Regions from separate parts of the Zea mays genome. Here region 1 is linked to region 2. Evidence: chromatin contacts called from public Hi-C data. All regions are on one chromosome and are shown on one strand. The core of a region is the stretch at or near the end of the contact, and the rest is flanking DNA. Distances in the headings are between cores, read along the strand shown. Region 1 holds the start of LOC103626853 (outer envelope protein 80, chloroplastic). Region 2 holds the start of LOC103626849 (copper-transporting ATPase HMA4).

What was found. Hi-C and Micro-C count contacts between places; a contact is called where the count stands out from the background.
Region 1: a contact with region 2 is called in a Hi-C map of leaf, with 8 times the contacts expected there. The contact joins the promoter of LOC103626853 here to the promoter of LOC103626849 in region 2. A contact is called at or near these places in 7 of 25 Hi-C or Micro-C datasets (bundle sheath, ear, endosperm and 2 more).

The regions. Positions count from the first base shown.
Region 1 is chr5:124,402,651-124,405,849 of Zm-B73-REFERENCE-NAM-5.0, reverse strand. It overlaps LOC103626853 (outer envelope protein 80, chloroplastic), which reads right to left and starts at 1,368. Exons shown (of 16, transcript XM_008647213.3): 1 at 686-1,368; 2 at 505-598; 3 at 318-400. The coding sequence starts at 1,177.
Region 2 is chr5:124,081,679-124,084,962 of Zm-B73-REFERENCE-NAM-5.0, reverse strand. LOC103626849 (copper-transporting ATPase HMA4) reads left to right here and starts at 1,547. Exons shown (of 9, transcript XM_008647210.4): 1 at 1,547-2,038; 2 at 2,736-2,995. The coding sequence starts at 2,029.

The DNA of each region.
Region 1 (3,199 bases), core at 119-2,618, 320 kb before region 2:
TAACGGAATCAGGAAATCCCTAATCAGCTTCGTCCACAATCTTCTCCTTCACCTAAGTTTTTTTGTTTACGTCAAATTTCATTCAACTTTTCAATCAATTTACCTATGTTCCTATTTTGTATGTCAATATCCGCGCGCACTAGGCATGTCTGTATTCTCATTGTTCCCTTCTTTCTGTCTTTATCACCTTAGTTTTCTGGTTCAGAGTACCAATTGTTTCAGTTTCATCTTGGTTTCTGTGTGGTGCACATATGAGGTATCCTAGGAGCTAGCACAAGCAACTATGTGACAGGGAAACACAAATTCAGATTACCTACCAACCCAGTTAGGCCACGCTCCTGATACCATCTGTTAACAGACTTGATCACTTGATCCAGATGCCTAATGTTAATAATTTTTCCTGCGCATTGTAACTCCAAAGATTCAATGGGTCGTGCCGACAACAGTGCACATAATCCGTTGACAAATAAAACATTATTTGTGAACGAGGGAGTACATGTTTACCATGGCGATCGCGAAATGCATCTTCCATGAACTTGGACGGTAGCATGTTGGCGCCCTCGCATACCAGCCCATGGAAGTCTTGGTTCGGCTCCACCTGAAACCAAAAGAAGAAACGAAATTGTGCATTCATTAGCTCCGGAAATAAAGAAAGGAAGAGGGGACAACAAGAGGATAGAAGGACCTCAAAGACGAGGCGAATGCCATCGCGGGTGTCGACAGCGACGGGCATACACGATCGGAAGAGTCCGCTCTCGACGATGCGGTGCACGTCCTCCTGCACCTCCCGCACGGTGAGCGCGGCGTTGGGGCGGCACGCGCGCAGCGCCGCGGCGGCCGCGGCCTCCAGCTCGGGCAGCTCCAGGGGCTCCCCGTCCTTTCCCCGCACCGCGACCTCGCTGATCAGCACCCGCTCCTCGGGCCCTCCGCCGTCCTTGCCGTGCCGCCGTGGCGGGGACGGAGCCGGGTCGGCCCGCGCAACAGGGACGCGTGGGAGGCAGGAGCCCAGGCGGCGGGCGGCGGCATCGATGGCGCGGCCGATGTGCGCGAACGGGAGCGCTGCGGAGAGGAGCGCGGGTGCCGGAGACGGGGACGGGGACGGGGCCAGCGCGGAGGTGGACTCGCACGGGAGCTTGACACCGGAGGAGACAAAACGGACATCGCAACTGCGGACCATGGCGGCGGCGCGGGAAGGCTAGGGTTCCGAAATGGAGGTCGACTAGGGTTTAGGGCTTTGCCGACGAGACCGAGTACGAGGACGAGGGCGCGAGGGTTTCCTCCGCCATGGGCGCCGGAGGAGGATGCGGAGCAGATGGTGGCTGACTGGTTGTGGGAGCGTATCGAGAGTGTAGGTGTACATTCCGATCCGAGGCAGAAAAAAAAAACACGGCCCGGTACAAAAATATGTAATATCGGACTAGATTTGGGCTAAAATCGTAGGCCATGGATACGTACGAACACGTACTGTTTAAGGCAGACACGAAATAGTCCATATAGAGTCACGAAAATATCCATATATTTATTAAAATCATACTTCATTCTAATTTTCATGTACTTGATAAAAAAACGAAGCTATAGATGATGTTATTTACATGTTTTTAGCTTTGCATTATAGTATGTGATATAATTTTACTTTTGTTATGAACATTAGATAACGAATAAACTTACGAACTTTGTATAGAGCTGATTATACTCTTTTTTTCTTCTAACAAAATATTTTTAAACGAGGTTGTCATTGCATAGCTCTAGTAATTTAATACAAATATTAAGTTTGCTTTTGGTCAAATTTATTTGTCTTAACTTTTTTTTTATTAAATTTGTTTTGAATTTTGGGCTCAGGTGTAAATTTCGGGCTCTCATGTAAATTTGGGCCAAAATTTGAATTTCGGGCTTTTTATAATTTCGAGCCGCTCAAAATGAGTCCGGCACGTTTAAACAATTACGTGTCCGTCCGTGAGCCGACCCGACACGGCCCAAAATTCAAACGAGCTAGACCAACCCGAAATTTAAATGGACCGCGCCATTTCGGGCTTGGGTCGGGCCAGCCGAATATACACCTATAGTGGGAGGCCAAAATGAGTCGTTCGATCTTCCTATGCGGTTACCGAGAAATTCGCCATTATAATATTCCGAAGCTGATTCTTCGCTAGATTGGTATCCAGGTCAGCACGCTCGTCAGATTGGTAGTATGAACACCACTTTCTCTTCCTTTCTCTAGATTCCCATTTTACCCCTTCGCTAGGGTTCTGAAATGAATGTTCTATTTTCATTTTGCTCTTCTCATCCTTGTTCATCCGCTCGCATCCAAGTTCTAACTTTTCGTTCTCAGCCCATAGTTCTTAGGCTATCGCGAGCAACTTACATATACCCATACCTATATTCAAACTTCACTCTGCGAATAGTACAATCTTGTCGGGGACCATAATTAGGGGTATCATCAAGGCCAGTGGCGGACCCAGAAATTGGCTAAGACCCGGGCCGACCGAAACGATCATAAACTTTAATAATAACATATAAAGAAAAATTGTACGTCGAAACAATGTTGTCATAGATGTTAAAGATGACATACAAGTTATGATGTAGCTCTTTCCAAATGTATCATGTCAACATCAACATCAGTGCTTCTTACTCCAGAACCTTAAAGGAAATCATATTAAGAACGCGACTTGAAGGAAATCATACGATGGTTAAGCCATTCATCTCCTGTCTTATTACGCAACCCAATTTTAATGATATTCATAGATGAGAAAGCTCTCTCCACAGAGTCTCAATCTCAAACTTAATTTCTAGCCATGTGATCTTGTTTATTTGGTCGCAACTTTTTGATCTTTTATTTGGTGATTATGGTATTAGATGGTTGTATGGAATATCTTGTTTCGTACTCTCTTTGGTCTTTTTTATTTGACGTTTGCCGGGTCAAATAAAAGAAAATGGAGGTAGTAGTTTCTAAGCCCTGTGGCTTGTAATTTTTTTGCCTCTTCGGTTTAGAACTATTTGCTAGTTTGAGAATTTTTTGCTTATCCTAACTCGATGATTTGGTCTCTAGTCTCTCTCTCTATCCATCTCTCTAGACTAGTAGGAGCCTAGCATGTGCTGTCCGAGGCCTTGCTACTAGCCTAGTTTGTGAATCTACAGGACACATATAGGTGGTCGTAGCATGCTCTTGCTTGCATGTGTGTTATCTTGTGCTTGCGAAACT
Region 2 (3,284 bases), core at 298-2,797:
ATTTTGGATGGAGTGATTCCTCAAACCAAACACCCCCTACATCGGAGCCCTGATGCCTCAGTAGCGCATTGGTGGGAAGTGGGAATCATGTAAGGAAACTAGAACTAGTGCTCGTCCTCGATGCTAAAGTGCTAAAGCTCTGAAATAGTTCGCATGCGAAATCCTTTCGTGCTTTCTTTCTCCCTCCCTCCGACCTCTCAACCACTCCTGCCACGTCATGCTTTTATCTACGTCGCATGCAATTTATTGTCATGGAAACGACCTTCTGTTTGGCGGTGGGAGGACTAAGCTTGAACCCTAGTTGATTGTAAGTCAAATCGTTTGGTGGAGCTCTAGCTCTATAAATTCATCTTGATCTGGAGCCGGTCGTCAGGTCATGTATATATAGCTTTAGAAAATCCATCCTATCTAAACTGAACATGAACCCTGCATCTATCCTAAGTACATTTGTACTGGGCTGGGTCAATCTGTTCATGACGAAGGCCTACCCCAAATCCAAAATGACTACAAATATGAACATAGAGTCTTGCTGGTTAGCTATTTTTTGTTGAACTGTGTTGTGCGTCTTTACTCCTCAGATTTTGGATGCATAATAAGAACTAGAATCTGAACCATCATTTGTAGAGAACCAAGAAAATGCGTTGGCTTATGTTTCATCTAAAAAAATTGGTTCACAACTATAATTTTGCTCTATATTGTGTTGATTTACACGTCTTATGGATGGTTTTGAATTCTCGAGTGCAGTAGAGAAGGTGAGGTGCAAGTAACCAAGAAAGCATCTGCCAGCACCAATTCACGTGCCAACAAGGGGAAGAAAACTAAGGATGTTTCTGAATCTGATATGTGGACGGGATGTCTCCTTTAAAATATATAAACCTCCTCTGTCAAGACTTAATGCCCTCAAATTGTATCGATGACATAAATAAGTACTGTGCATTATTAACAATCATTATACTGATTACATAATACGTTTGTATAATATAAATCTATTTGAAGATTGATTAATTCGTTGAAAACACAGTTTTATGTTTTTCTTTGGACGGAGGGCCAAGCCGTCACACCAAGAACATCAACATGGTCCAAAAGTCCGATCTGAAAAGGAGTAACTAATTACAGTTATTAGAAGATGCACAACTGTCCAGCCGGATGGAGATGGAGTCAACCTCAACATACCCCTACCAGAAAACATACGATAAACGCTGTTAGACGTCGGGATCATCAAAGTCGCAGTCATAAACAATAATTTTTTCTCGTACAATAATACATAGTACACAGGCGCAAAGTGTTTTTTATTTGTCTTGTTTTGCCGGCCGAAACGATGCCGCCCACGAAATGGTTCGCGTTCAAAAAGTCAGCACTGGTTCTCGACAAGTTTTGAATCTCGGAACCCACTACGTTCGCTCATGACGTCCCAATTCGAATTTAGAATCCAACAATTGGTCTAATCATTCAAGTTCCGCATACAATGCGGAATGGAAAACTCTAGAAACGCGGCGAGGAGGGAAGCCAAGACAAAAATGAGGGGCGGAGAAAGCGAGCGCGCACTCAAGAACCCAAAATCAAACCAAACTCGTGCGGGATTTCAAAAGGCATCTGACAAAAACCCGTCGCGTTCCCATCCAAATTCACGCCGAATCCCCACGAAATTTATTATTATATATAACAAATGTAAACAAAGAAAGAAAGAAACAAACAAACCGCCGCACGCGCTAGGGCGAGGCGACCTCGCCGTCTCCACCCCGCCACCGCCTGCTTCACGCCGCGCTCCCTGCTCCGCGTCGCCTTTATTATAGTCTGATGCCACTACGCCCGCCAAGGCACCTGCCAATCCCTCCTCTTTCAACTCAAAATCCCCACACCCCGGGCAGGCGCCCCGCCGCGGGAACAGGGAGACTACTACAGCAGGCGGGGTCCGGGGGCCGAGAGCTTCTCGCCGCGGCCGCAGTCGTCCGGGACCGAGGTGGGGCGCCCTCCTGCGCCGGCTCGTGTGCTTCCGCCGCCTCGTCCACAGGCTTCTGGTTCAATTGAATGATCACAGGTTTGCGTTTGTTCCACCCGTCTTCTCTGGTCTGTTTTCCTTTCGTCGCCTCTCGCGGTCGTGGACTCGCAGCGCTGGCTGATTGATCCGCGGTCGATGCGTGCGCGGGTTTCTCGTTACCTTTGCTGCACAAGCTGAAAGCTGTCATTTCAGCTCCTGTATTCTCTATCGTTCTGAGAATTAAGGGGGTGTTTGGTTGCTCCTGCTAAAGTTTAGTCCGGATCACATCAAGCGTTTGACTTTTAAATAGGAGTATGAAATATACACCTAACCAACTAGACTAGATTCGTCTCGTCTTTTAATATTCGGCTGACAAATTAGTTTTATAATCCGACTACATTTAATACCCGGAACGGAGGTTCAAACATTCGATGGGACATGAGCTAAATTTTAGCGGAGTGTAACCAAACACCCCCTAAATGAGGGAACCCTCGCTGTCGTGGTGTCGTACGGCGTTGGCGAGTTATGTGCGTCAGCTGTGGTTCCATGTCTCCGCTAGTGTTGCTAGATGGTGTCATGATGACCCTAGATTTCGTCAGCGGGTGAAGTATGATTCCTGAATTAGCAATTTACCATGACAATGGTTGGGGTGTTGGCGTGCTGCATTGCAGATAGTGCTACTGAGCTACTACTAAGCGATTGTGTTCAGCTACTTCTGACATCTAACATGCAGTTGATCTTTGGCGTTTCAATTCAGCCACAGGCATGGAGCGGAATGGCGAGAGCCACCTCAAGGACCCGCTTCTGCCGACGACATCTGGCGCCTCTCCTGCTGGGGCGTCTCCAAGGAAGGAGAGGAAGACGAGGAAGGTCCTGTTCAGTGTCCGGGGCATCTCCTGCGCTTCTTGTGCCGTGTCGATTGAGACCGTTGTGGCCGGCTTGAACGGGGTGGAGAGCATCCAGGTCTCCTCACTTCAGGGCCAGGCCGTGGTTCAGTACAGGCCAGAGGAAACTGATGTAAGATTATCATGAGCCCATGGCCTTGCTATTTATGCTCCTTTTTTTCATTTTAGAATAGCATGGATCTTTTTTTTGTGTGGGCCAATTTTGTGATAACAAGATACTAAATCATGGGAAGCTCACTATAAATATCTGTATTTGTGCTTGCCATGCCAGGAAGATTGTTAGCAATTGGGGTTCACAACTGAATAAATAACTTTTACCTGCCTATTTTTGCTGCCGTCGTAATTTCCTTAGTTTATTAATATCATGAAGTAGTGACAGTTGAGGTATTATTTTCCATATT